Linked DNA regions of Rattus norvegicus: region 2 is linked to region 1. A link is a contact called in public Hi-C data. All regions are on one chromosome and are shown on one strand. Each heading gives the region's core, a stretch centred on a gene start, on an enhancer-like site or on the middle of the called end of the contact. The rest is flanking DNA. Distances are from core to core; before and after follow the strand shown.

Region 1 (6,252 bases), core at 1,089-3,588:
TGACAATTACAACATGAGAATAAAAGTAATTAACAGGAAGCTCAAAGTTCATCAGGTCAAATATGAGATTGGGCATGGTGCAATAAGCTTTAAGTATTTGGGAGGTAGAGGCAGGAGAATTCTGTGAGTTTGAGACCAGTCTGGCCTAGATACTGAGTTACAGGACAGCCAGAGCTACACAGTGAGACATCTTGAAAAACAAACAAAAATAAAATGCTTAAATGGTGGTCTGAATGATGCTGGTCACATTTAGTATTTCAGGAGTGGTGAGCAAGGATAGATACAGGCAGCCTGAAGATAAACCAGGAATTGCCAGGGAAGCAGAGGCAGGCTTTTCAAAGGAGTGAAGCCCTAGTGTAAAAAAAAAAACAAAAACCTGTCACTCAAACCAGGTGATGCCTATAAATCCAGTACAGCTCAATTCAATATGCAAAGCCCTGGGTTTTACTCCACTGCTACCAAACCCCAAAGAAGTGGTGACTCCCCTTCTTCACGGCCAGCTATAGCTAGTGCAAGTTTTGATTGTCTCTTTAGTTTTCCGGTCCTTCTGTGGCAGCAGACGGACAGCATTCAAAGGTATCATGTCCTAACCCATGACCAACAGGACCACAGATGTATAGAAGGATATTCAAAGGGGAGGTTTCCTGGGTTACATGGTGGGTCCTAATGAATTACAAGTGACCTTATGAAAGGCACAGAGAGATGTGAATACAGATGAAATCACAATATGATGGATGACCTGCAGAGACTGCAATGAAAGGGCCACAACCTAAGAAAGGTCCAGACCTGTAGCTCAGTGGGTAAACTGTGTGCATATCAAGCGTGAGGTCTTGAGTGTAATCCGCAGCTCTGCAAACCCACTGGTGGCCACCACGAAACTGGAAGAGGTAAGGAGCAGAGTCTGCCTTTGAGTCCAAGACCTACCATTCTAAATTTCTAACCTCCAAGCAGCCTAAGAATAAGGTTGGGGTAAAGTAAGCCACTGCATTTATGACAGTGTTTTAGAGAAGTGAAACAAATCTACAACATGATAGGCAGACACACTGACTTGATGCTGGGATTTGATCCAGGGCTTCGTGCATGCTGGCAAATGTTTTTCACCAAGGAGCCTTGGACTTTACAATCTAAAGCTGTGGGTACATACAGGTGGTATGTCAGTTACTGGTCTGGCCCGAGGTCCTCTTGCAGTGTACTCAAATGAACGATTATTATTTTAGGGGGGTAAAAAGTAGGAGCCACAGGGCCCTCAACATGCCCAGATAGGCAGCCGGTTAGTTCTTGGGAAAGCAGCTCCACAGACCAGTGCTCTTGCCACACACTACCTACGGGTTCCCCGGTGGATCAAAGGTCTTCATAAGTGTGTGGTTCCACAAACAAACCAAAAAGAAACCTCAAGGGAATGGGGGTGACATTGCTGATCCTAACTCTGGTGACAGTTCCAGTGCCATGCCCTCTCAGAGGACACAAGGCACACGTCATTTGCAGACACCATTTAGAATTTATGGATTAAGAACTGCCCTGCAGAGAAGAAAAATTTAAAGAGCGTTTTAGAGATAAAAATCAAATCTTTAGGTGGTAAGTCAGTCAGCAGATTGGAGAAGCATGCAGAATTCTATGGAGTTTACAGATCCAGATAAAGTGGTGAGGTCCCTCAAGTTTGGGTCAAAGAATGCTCTCCAATGCGCAGGGAATGGTAGCTCATCTTCAAACTCAATTTAAACAACGGACTTGAAAAAGCGGCATTTCCTCAACTGCTGCTCAAGCTAGATTCAGACCCAGAAGTGTACGGTTGCTATGCAGCACGAACCAAGGGCTAACCCTTCAGTCACTTTATTCTACGTGGGGTTCTCCCCACCCCCCTTGGGATTACACTGGACTTTTAGAGCCCATTCAAACACAACAGATCCAACAAGTGACAGACGCTGGTTCACCCAGGCAACTTCCCTCAGCCACGTGCTGTAGGTAGAACCATGGGAGCGAAGTATACCCAGGCAAAGGGTTTGCAAAGGTTTGGCGAGTACATGGGGCTCGAAGCCAGGACCTCCTAGACATGCGCCCTACCATTGGGTTGCACCCTCAGTTCTGCTCTGAAAAGAACAAAGCGGTGATCAACGGCTTGGGACAGCCGGCTGGAGTCGAAGTCAGGCACGGAGCCAACAAAAATCGGGATGGCCACGTGGGGACCCCTGAGCCTCACCTCCTGCGGGTAGAGTTCGGGCGGCAGCAACGCCTGCAGGTCGATGAACATCGTGATGGGGATGTGCGAGACGAAGTAGAGGCCCAGCAGCCACTCGACGCAGCGCCTGGCTGTTACAGCCCCCATTTTACCTCCCGTCAGTTGAGACACGACCAACAACGCCTGCGTTAGGAGACTGCGACGTGGTTAGAAGCCCCGCGCCCGCGCTGTGGGCCGCGCCGCCCGGCCCCCGGCTTACGTAGGCAGTGCCTATTGGTCGAGGTGGAGGAAACAGACGCGGCTCGCGGGTGGGCGTAGGACAGCGGGGCACCCCGGCTATAGTTTGAGTGACGGCCTACCTGCGGTTTCCATTGGCTGCTGGGTGGACCGCGCGACGGGGCGGGGCTCTGTGCGGTCCACGTCCACGGATGGGCGTGCGAAGTGTGGGGCTGTGTGCGGTTGTGTTCCCTGTGTCCTGTGTCTTTCATTCTCTGGTTCTGTTCCGTATTGGGACCCGCGACCAGTGAAGCCAGAGCGCAGAGTGGCGGTTTTGGAGCGCTGGCAGCCGGGCTTTCTCGCTGGCTCCAAAATCACTTTCTAGCCCACGAATAATAATTTTATCTGATGGGTCCTGATATCTGGGGCAAGACGGGGGCTACTATTTGTTGAGATTAGGAGACACGGGAAGTGGGTTCAAGGGAAAGTAATTCAGTTCTTGTAGACACTGAGCATAGTTAGGGCTTGGGTGCTGCTAAATAGAGAGCATTTGCTTTGCCCTCAAGAAGCCCCTCGTTTTATCTCCTGTACCATTTGAACCAGAGTCCCAAAGGGCCGGGTGTGGACAGAAATCTGTAAAGTTTAGGCCAGCCTGGTCTACATAGAATTACAGGCAAGCATAGGGATACATAGAGCCTGTCTCAGACCAAACCAACCAACCAAGGAGACCTTGAGCAGCTGGCAGTTGGATGAACCTGGTTTAGATTTGTAAGACAGCATTTGACAAAGGTTAGAGAGCAAAGCGCATTAAGAGGTCATACAGAATCTTGAGGGTCATGGGAGGGGATAACCAAGAGAATAATGGTCACAGGGAGGAATGGGGTAGCTGTGTCACAGTTAACACTGTGTGGCATCCACCAGCACCATGAGTCAGGAGCCCAATGGCTGTAGAACAATGAATCAGAAGGTAGGGAAATGGAGGCAGAGTGTAGACAACTGGTCAGGAAGAGGTGGAGAAATAGACCCAAATATGTCCTTCTCTTTCTATTGTATTTTTTAAGATGGTCTCTCACTATGTGACCCTGTCTGGCTTGCAACTAGCTACGTAGACCAGGCTAGTCTGAACCTCACAGAGATCCACCCTACCTCTGCCTCCCAAGTGTTGGAATTAAGTCATGGGCACCTTGCTCTAGTGTGCCCCTTTCAATGAAGACTAGGATGTCTAAATGGGTTTGAAGTTTCTGTCCACAGAGGAGGAAGAAAAGAAGTATACCTAAGGGAAAGCAAAGATTAAGTTTAGGCAGGGTAGTCTGTGTGCCCAACGGTGGCTACCATAGTACCAGGACAGCAGAGTTGGCAGTGCTGAGGTGGATGGCTCTTGACCTGGGGGCCCAGTCTCCTAGGCGGATTCCTCCAGTGTAGGGTCTGCTCAGGGAAAGCATGTTAGATGCATCTGGGAGGGGGGTGGTCAGGAAGATAAAGGTGAGCTGAAGAAGTCGAACAAGTGGTTGAAGTAATAGACTGTGGGACCCAAGGAGGACAGGGATGGATGAGGCCACAGGCACTGGTAACTAGAGAAAGTAGAGAAGTAAATGGCTTAGGCCCTGCTCAGGATGTCAGTGGGCCAGAAGTTTAGGATGCATTGTAGTATTCCTGGTGTCAGGATATTCTGCCTTCAAGGCCTGGCTGCAATGCTCTAGGAGGAGGATCTCTGGAGATGTGGTCAATGCACAGAGAATCCAAGCACCCTGAGGGAACAACAGAGGAAGGTGGGTGAGGGCAGAGCCAGGCCTTAACCTCAGATGTGGCCTTGGGGAGGCAGGTGACCTGGTTTCAAGGAATGTGGGAAACAAACAGCTGTGAGGAAGTTAAACCCTAGACAAAGCCAGGTGCCAGTTTCTGAGGTAACCGCTCAGGGTGAGGAGGGCAGTGAGCAGGGTGGAGAGAAAACAACAGGGGCAAAGTCTAAGTAGATGACCATTTGAGAACAGAGTTCCACTTTCAGGTGGTTTGCCCAGGACCTCAGGGCCAAAGAATGAGTGTCCAGTGTCTAAAACTTTTTAGAGATACTCCAAAGTCCCTTCTCTCCTTCCTTCCTTCCTTCCTTCCTTCCTTCCTTCCTTCCCTCCTTCCCTCCCTCCTTCCCTCCCTTCCTTCTTCCCTCTCTCCCTTCCTTCCTTTCCTTCCCTTTTTTTCTTCCTTAGTTTTTCAAGACAGGGTTTCTCTGTGTAGTCTTGGCTGTCCTGGAACTCTGTAGATCAGGCTGGCTCTGCTGTGTCCTGCTTGGCCTAGGAAGGGACAGTGTGACATGGTTTTCTGACCCTGGAACAGAGCCAGAAGAACATAGGCTCCTTGAGTATTGAGAGGTGCTGGGTGTGAGGATTGTTTGTATAAAAAATATACTTTTTACTTCATGTTGCTCTTTGGGGAAATTGTTTCCCTGCCAAGGTTATCGGGGAATGTCCTCTCTATCAAGGTTAATGACTCCATGATAATTAGAGACAGCACGAGTTTGGGAGGTCAGGGAGTATCTATGTCCTTAGTAAAAACAAAAACAAAACAAAAAACCAAAAAACAAAACAAAAAAACTAATGCTGTGACCTGCAAGTCAACCCTAAGGCTGTGGGAAAGAACTCTGAAAACATGAGCTTAAAAAAAATATAATTTCTCAACTGTGCAAAGTATAAGGATGTGATATGAATTATATGAGGGGTTTCAGAGACCTAAAAGAACAGAGGCAGCTGTACTATTAGCCAGCTTGTTAGAAAGATTAAAAAGGCAGGCAGATTCCTGAGACCAAGGTCAGCCTGGGACAGAGCAAACTGAAGCCCAGATGTGCTGATCTCAGAGCCGGATCCCAACCAACTAGCTTATTGTCTGTGCTTACAAAGGCAGGCAGATCTCTGAATTCATTTGCAATGTTAAAACAAATGTGTTTGCTGACTTTTCCTGGGGGTCAAGTTTTGCTAAGTTAAAAATAAAATGCTGATTGGTGGGATAATCAAAGGGGAACCTGGGATGGACAATTGAATTGATATATAAATGAAAGACTGGGCTTTGGTTTGTGAGAGCTGAGCTGTCTGGAGATCTTCAGAAGGCCGTATGGAGCAGAACAAAGGCCGTCAGCTTGTACCCCCCTATTGACTTTGAGCTGTTCTTTGGCTGCTTTCAAACACCTCTTCTCTCAGGAACCTCTCTCTAAGCTGAGGGTGGTCCTTGGCAGGTGGTGCCAGGAACAGGGACTGAGACAAGGGAAGGTAAATATTTTGGGTAAGTTTGGTTTGGGACAGATTTCACTTAGGGTGTCTTGAACCTCCCAGTGTTAGATAGAGCTGGGTAAAGGAATAAAGATTTGGTAAATAAGAATGGGTCAAGCAAAAAGCAGAGAAGTATATGTTAAGGTATTTGAAAAAGGTTGTTGGTAAGAAAGATGTCATGATGCAGACAAGACTTTCCTAATAATTCTTGGAGTTCATACAGAAAGTTAATCCAAGGTTCCCTGAAAAGGAGGCATTGAGCCATGATACATGGCATAAGGTTGGTAAAAACCTTTGCAAGTGGGTGCAGACACACGAGGGTGAAGAAATCCCTGAGCACACTCTTTTCTTGTGAAACATGATTAAGCAAACCTTAAAGACGAACCAGCCTCAGTGAAGGTGAAGCCAATTCACTCCCAATTTGATTAGTTTGATGGAAACTACTACGCCTTTGCTAAGGCTGCCACCGTCAGCCCCACCCTGCCTGGGTGAAGGCCTTACAGGCAAATCTTGCTGTTCCTGAAAGTGAAACTGAATGGGAAGACAAGCCACCCCATCCTGGTGTTGCTTTCGATTTGGAAGAGGTGGCAAGTATATTGTGAG
Region 2 (5,804 bases), core at 958-3,457, 280 kb after region 1:
TATTTCATTTTCAAAGAATGATCCTGGCAGTAGCTGCAAGTTAAGATTCTGTATTCTTTCCCTCGATTATAATTATAGCAGAGTCTGAAAGGAAGCATGCCTATTACTGTCGTATGTATTCTTCTGACAGGTGTTGTGGGACTATAATTTGATGAAGTGACTCAAAATGAAGACTCCCTTCCAAACATAATTCCTGTCATCAACATGACAACAGGAAGGACACGTCCTTCAAGACGCCTTTACACAGGGTGCTTTAGGGCACCCCTAATATTCTATCCATTCGTGGGAATATGAGGAAGAGCTTGCCATTAGAGCTTGTATCCAAGGTAGTAAGGAAGACAAGGGAAAGCAGGCTGTGCACAGGTCTAGCCAACAGGGTGGGGTCGGATTTAGGAAGCCCGCACTCAGTAGGACCCCGAGTCCCTCGGGTGGCCCACAGAGGGCGCTCCGGTACCGGGCGGGGGCGGGGCTGCGCTTGCTTCCGCCGCGCAGGCGCAATCGTGTCGCTCGCGGTGTCTCGAGTTGGCGTCCGCCGGGAAGGCGGGTGAGCCACGCTGCGCGGGCCCTTGGGCGGAGACAAGGGGGGCGGCGGGGGCGGGCTGGGGATTACCGAGGCTTCCTGCAGTGCTGGGATCGGTGGAAGCCCTGGGGGCGATCTGCGGGCGCTCCAGGCTTTCCCCGAGAGCCGGCGACACCTGTCGCAGCCATAGTTGCAGTGCCGCGGAGGAGCGTGGGAGGCCGGGATGCGGTGTCGGAGGACGCCGGGAACTAGGTCTCCGCCATGTGCTGCTGGCATCTGCACTCGGCCGGGGCAGCCTCAGTTCTATGGTTTTCAAAGAGGAGACGTGCAGGAACATCCTGTTACTGGAATAATTTTGGTCTTTGCAATATATAACCCAATCTGACCTTGAACTCTTTTTTTAAAAAAAATATTTATTTATTTATTATGTACATCCATACAGCTTTCTGTCTGCATGTGTGCCTGCAGGCCAGAAGATGACCCCAGATCTCATTATAGATGGTTGTGAGCCACCATGTGGTTGCTGGGAATTGAACTCAGGACCTTTGGAAGAGCAGTCAGTGCTCTTAACCGCTGAGCCAACTCTCCAGCCCCGACCTTGAACTCTTAATCCTCCTGCCTCAACCTCCCAGAAATACTGGGATTCCCGGCCAGTGCTAAATTGCACACGTTTAATAACCTTTAGAATGTGCGTGCGCAGGTGTGCATCCACCGCCACTGTCTATTTTAGGACATTTACCTTCAAAGAGAACCATCTCCATTAGCTGGCAACACTCCTCTCCAGTGTCTTCCCTTTTCTCTGCACTAGGCAATCACTTAGCCGCTTTCCATAGATGTTGTTAGTTCTGAACATTTCACAGAAATAGAACTAATCATATGTAGCTCTGGTTATTTCCTGCGTCTTACATGCCTCCTTAAAGGCTCACACGTGGTAGCATATGTAAGCGCTTCATTCTCTTTATTACAGAATAATTTTCCGAGGTCTGCCTGGATCAGATTTTATCTTTCTATGCACCCAGTGATGCCCCCTGGGACTCATTTGAAGTCCTTACTATTACATACCTGTCTTCTGGGTATAAGATAATAGGGGCCAAAGAAAGAGAAGGATAAAGTGTGAAATATCCTTGGGTGGCACGTGGGAATTGGCCAGGAAGAGACTGATTAGTTTAGCTGCTCATCGGGAGCTAGGAACAGCCCAGTGGTAAAAAGGTTGTCAGGCACGGTCAAGCCCCAGGATTCATTTCCAGCATCCTCACCTCCCACAGGGGTGGACGCAAAGCTGGGACTGAAGGGTGTGCCAGTAGGAATGTAGGGAGGCTGGGCTGACCTTGGCTATGTGGGAGAGGGACGAGGGGAGGCAGGATTGTTGGAAGAACATAAATATGCCAGATGGAGCCCTAGGGTGGGCGGGGGCAGGGAGCAAACCATTCCTATTTTCAACTTTCTCCATCATGAAGATTAATTGCATATTTAAAAAATGGCTGGTGCAGGCTTAAATTTAGCTTTTATCAGCACTCAATTGGGTGTAATTTTCGGGTTATTTTCTGCAGTTCCATTACTTTTTTAAATGTATGAGTCTTTTTCCAATTATTTTTAGGTGACCCATGTTAGGACACAGGTGAGTGGTGAGAGCATTGAGCTTACCTGTCACTGAGTTCTTTCTTAGCACCGTGCCAGCCATGTCACCTGGCACCCAGGAAGTTCCCTTTAGCCTCCCTCACCCCCCAATAGGTCATGTTCTTTAAATTTTGTACGTCCATTTTGTTTCAGTTTTGAGACAGGATCCTGGATAGCCCAGGCTGACCTTGTTATGTAGCTTAGACTGAACCTTGAACTCCCAGGCTTCCTGTTTCTACCTCCTGAGTGCTTTTTCAGGGAGCTGTCACCAGACCCATTCAGTTTTGTGAGTGGGTGTAATGAGTGTGCGTTGTCAGGTGTGGATGTCAGAGGACAACTTTTGGGAATTGGTACTCTCCTGCCACCTTGTGGGATCCAGGTGCTTGAACTCAGATTGTAAGGCCTGTGTCTAAGTCATCCTATCTCTGTAAGATTGTGTGTGTGTGTGTGTGTGTGTGTGTGTAATTGACATTAGTCTGATTTCTTTTCCATCTATGTTTGAGAGAGTGCTACAATGCCATTGTATTTCTGAAAGGTCTGGAACAAAGATTTGTGGCTAAGTTGTGAATAATGGTCAAGTAAGCTTATCAGTGACTGAGGCTGTTTTTGCATAGGCCCAGGAGAGTTCTTTTTGGATGGGGTATTTTGTTTTAGTTCTGGGAACTTAATTCAGGGATTCACACATGTTTGGGAGTTGCTCTTAACACTGGGTTACACCCCTGTCCCAACCTTAGCATTCTTAGATATACCCGTTTAGCAGATGTCAGGGATGCAAGTAAGATTGTGAGCTTCTGAATCAAAGAGACTTATGGTTAGTTCCCTGCCTAACTGTCCACAGCTATTTGGCCACTGACAAATCAAAGCTTCTCTGAGCCTTGCTTTCTTTATCTAAAATGGGGCCAACAATACCTTCTATAATATTTTGTTTAATGAGGTAATATGTGAAAAGCTGTCATAATGAACTAATTAGCCTCTGGGTGATGAGGTGATCAAATATGACATCAGCTTTGTAGAAGATTCTGGATAAATAAGGTGTTGGTCTTCTTAGTGGTCCCCAGACCCTGTACACTCAGATGCTTGGGAAGATGTTAGTTACATGGATGAACTATGCTAAGGATAGTCCAGACCAATTCTCTTTGTCTTGGTGTGTGATTGTTTCTGTGCTTTCATTAAAGAGAGATGACTTAAATAAGTCAGGCATCGAAGAGATTGTGTGGCCAACTGGGACTCTGTATTAGATAGTACAAGATGGGGACGCCAACTTAATAATAGTTTATGGAGAAAGGTACTTTGAAGTGGATGCAGGGTCACGAAGGTCTGAGCAGAGAATGCAGTCTGGGCTGCATTCCTTGAATTCTCAGGTCAGGGGAGTTGACAGGGTCATTGTTCATGGAACTGGTCCGAACACAATCAATCCGCTGTTTCTCACACTCTCACACTCTCGGTGTACCTGAGCGTGGAGGGGAGGGAGGCGGGATGAGGGGGAGTGGGGAGGATGAGAAGCTCGGAGTGGGGTGTGGGAGATGGTAATGTCTTCCATTTCTGTGCTGGAAGGGGGATGACAGAGGAACTGAGGGAGTCAGTCCGCTTTGAGCGATGGATCGCCAGCCAGGTGATCAGGATAGAGCTCAGACTATGAGTAGAAACACTCTTAACTTTTCTTGTGCTTCTTAGTTTGTCCCTTCTGTCTGTGGATTGGCTTTTGTTGAACTGTTTGGAAATAGTTGTAGAGCCTAGAAAACACACACACACACACACACACACACCCCTCTCAGTTTTTCAAGACAGGGTTTCTCTGTGTAGCCTTGGCTGTCCTGGAACTTGCTCTGTAGACCAGGCTGGCCTTGAACTCAAAGATCTACCTGCCTTTGCCTTTTAAGTGCTGGGATTAAAGGCATGAGCCCCACCACCCAGCAGATATCTCCTTTTAATACGTGTAACGGCTGTACCCGCATCATCTGAGCATGAGCAAACACTACATAGCCACATGGGATTCCCAACGGCATTGGAAGGTTCATACAGACGGGACAGTGTCAGCTGGTGCGCAGCTGTAGAAAGGTTTTGGTTGAGGGGTTGGTTGATGAAGCACTGTAACCACCCTCGGAGAATGGCTGCCAGGCCTTCCTTGCACACAGGTTGATGCCCTTCCTTTAATCCAGGTGAGGGCCTGAGCTGGAAGTCAGGGCTAGAGTGAAACAGGGTGACAAGGCCTTTCTGAGGTTACCACAGCTTCCTCCTGAGCATTGGAACCAATTCCTGTCTACCTGCTCTACCTGTGTCTGTGGCAGATTTACACTTAGAGAGCACCAGGAAATGTGGGCCAGAAGATGTGGAGAGATTCACCTGCCATACAGCTTAATCAGTCCTGGGGGCAGGCAGGAGTGGTACTGCTACTGCCTCTCCTGTCTGGAGGGTGCTAGATGCTTACAAGTTACACTGTTTTGGGGCTAGAATGATCAGTCTGAGCCTTTCCTACATAGGAATTCTCTTGAAGCCCTTTGAACTGGGGCTGGGATTCTTTGCTGTTTCCTGGCAACTTTCTGTCTTTTTTTTTTTTTTAAATTTATTTTTATTTACATGAATACACTGTAGTTGTCTTCAGACACACCAGAAGAGGGCACCAGATGGTTGTGAGCCACCATGTGATTGCTGGGGAATTGAACTCAGGACCTCTAGAAGAGAAGTTAGTGCTCTTAACCACTGAACAATCTTTCCAACCCTCCTGGCAACTTTATGTCTTAGGGTTAGAGTCAGGACATTTTGACTTTGCAGGGTTTGGACCTGCCAGCTCACAGAATTACATGACAAATTCCTTGTAAACACACACACACACACACACACACACACACACACACACACCAGCCACAAATATACTCCACACTACACACATTTACCCCCTCTACACACACACTCATAAACCCAACACATACACACACCCCACATTGACACACACCCTACACATACTCACACCCCACACTGATACACACACACTGACAAACACACTCACTTCCTATGTGTTCTGCTTCTAGGAGGTTCCTGACTAATACATCTGTTCCATGTTAAGCCTTCGGTCGCCTGTTACCCTGGACACAGCTGCCACAGACTGCCCCACTCTGCTTAGGGGTGGGTGATTCAGACACAGGACCCCCTGGGCCATGGAAAGGAACCTGGGTGTATTCTATAGCTGGCACCTTCCCTGCTCAGTGCCATGGGCACCGTTTCTGCCAATTCTTCATTTTGATTGCAACTTTATTTCCTTGGTGCATCTCTGCACCCATTCTTTAAAAGCAGTAACAACAAAACCAAAAAGGTTTTAAACATAATACCTGTGGAATTGGGATTTTTTTCTTATTACTTATGTAAGAAAATATAAGGTCATTATGATGAAAAGATGTCCCTTCATAGACTGCTTAAAATAAAGGAGCTAGTCCACATTTTGAGAAAAGTTGCTGAGTTCAAATCCCAGCAGAGTGACAAGGTGTGGGAACGGTTGTTAGGGAGCTTTGGAGGGGACTGGGTGCCCTGAAATCTGTGTTTGGGTCCTCTTGGGCTGTGTGGTGAAGAGCAGACAGGGAAATGGACGAAAGGCAGGGAGGCAGCCCTAGACTGTGCCAGGTGAGACAGGAGGAATCTGCTCTAGAAGGAGCTGTGAACCTAAGCGGCACAG

The links. Hi-C and Micro-C count contacts between places; a contact is called where the count stands out from the background.
Region 2: a contact with region 1 is called in a Hi-C map of the A7r5 cell line, with 5 times the contacts expected there. The contact joins the promoter of Lyrm9l1 here to the promoter of Tmem97 in region 1. A contact is called at or near these places in 11 of 12 Hi-C or Micro-C datasets (the A7r5 cell line, the Rat2 cell line, Schwann cells and 7 more) and 1 of 1 datasets of contacts at active chromatin or transcription factors (oligodendrocytes).

The regions. Positions count from the first base shown.
Region 1 is chr10:63,943,021-63,949,272 of GRCr8, forward strand. Tmem97 (transmembrane protein 97) reads right to left here and starts at 2,339. Exons shown (of 3, transcript NM_001008334.1): 1 at 2,198-2,339. The coding sequence starts at 2,323.
Region 2 is chr10:64,223,267-64,229,070 of GRCr8, forward strand. Lyrm9l1 (LYR motif containing 9 like 1) reads right to left here and starts at 2,208. Exons shown (of 2, transcript XM_039087352.1): 1 at 1,260-2,208; 2 at 1-823. The coding sequence starts at 1,281. The coding sequence ends at 405. It overlaps Lyrm9 (LYR motif containing 9), which reads left to right and starts at 497. Exons shown (of 4, transcript NM_001173471.1): 1 at 497-544.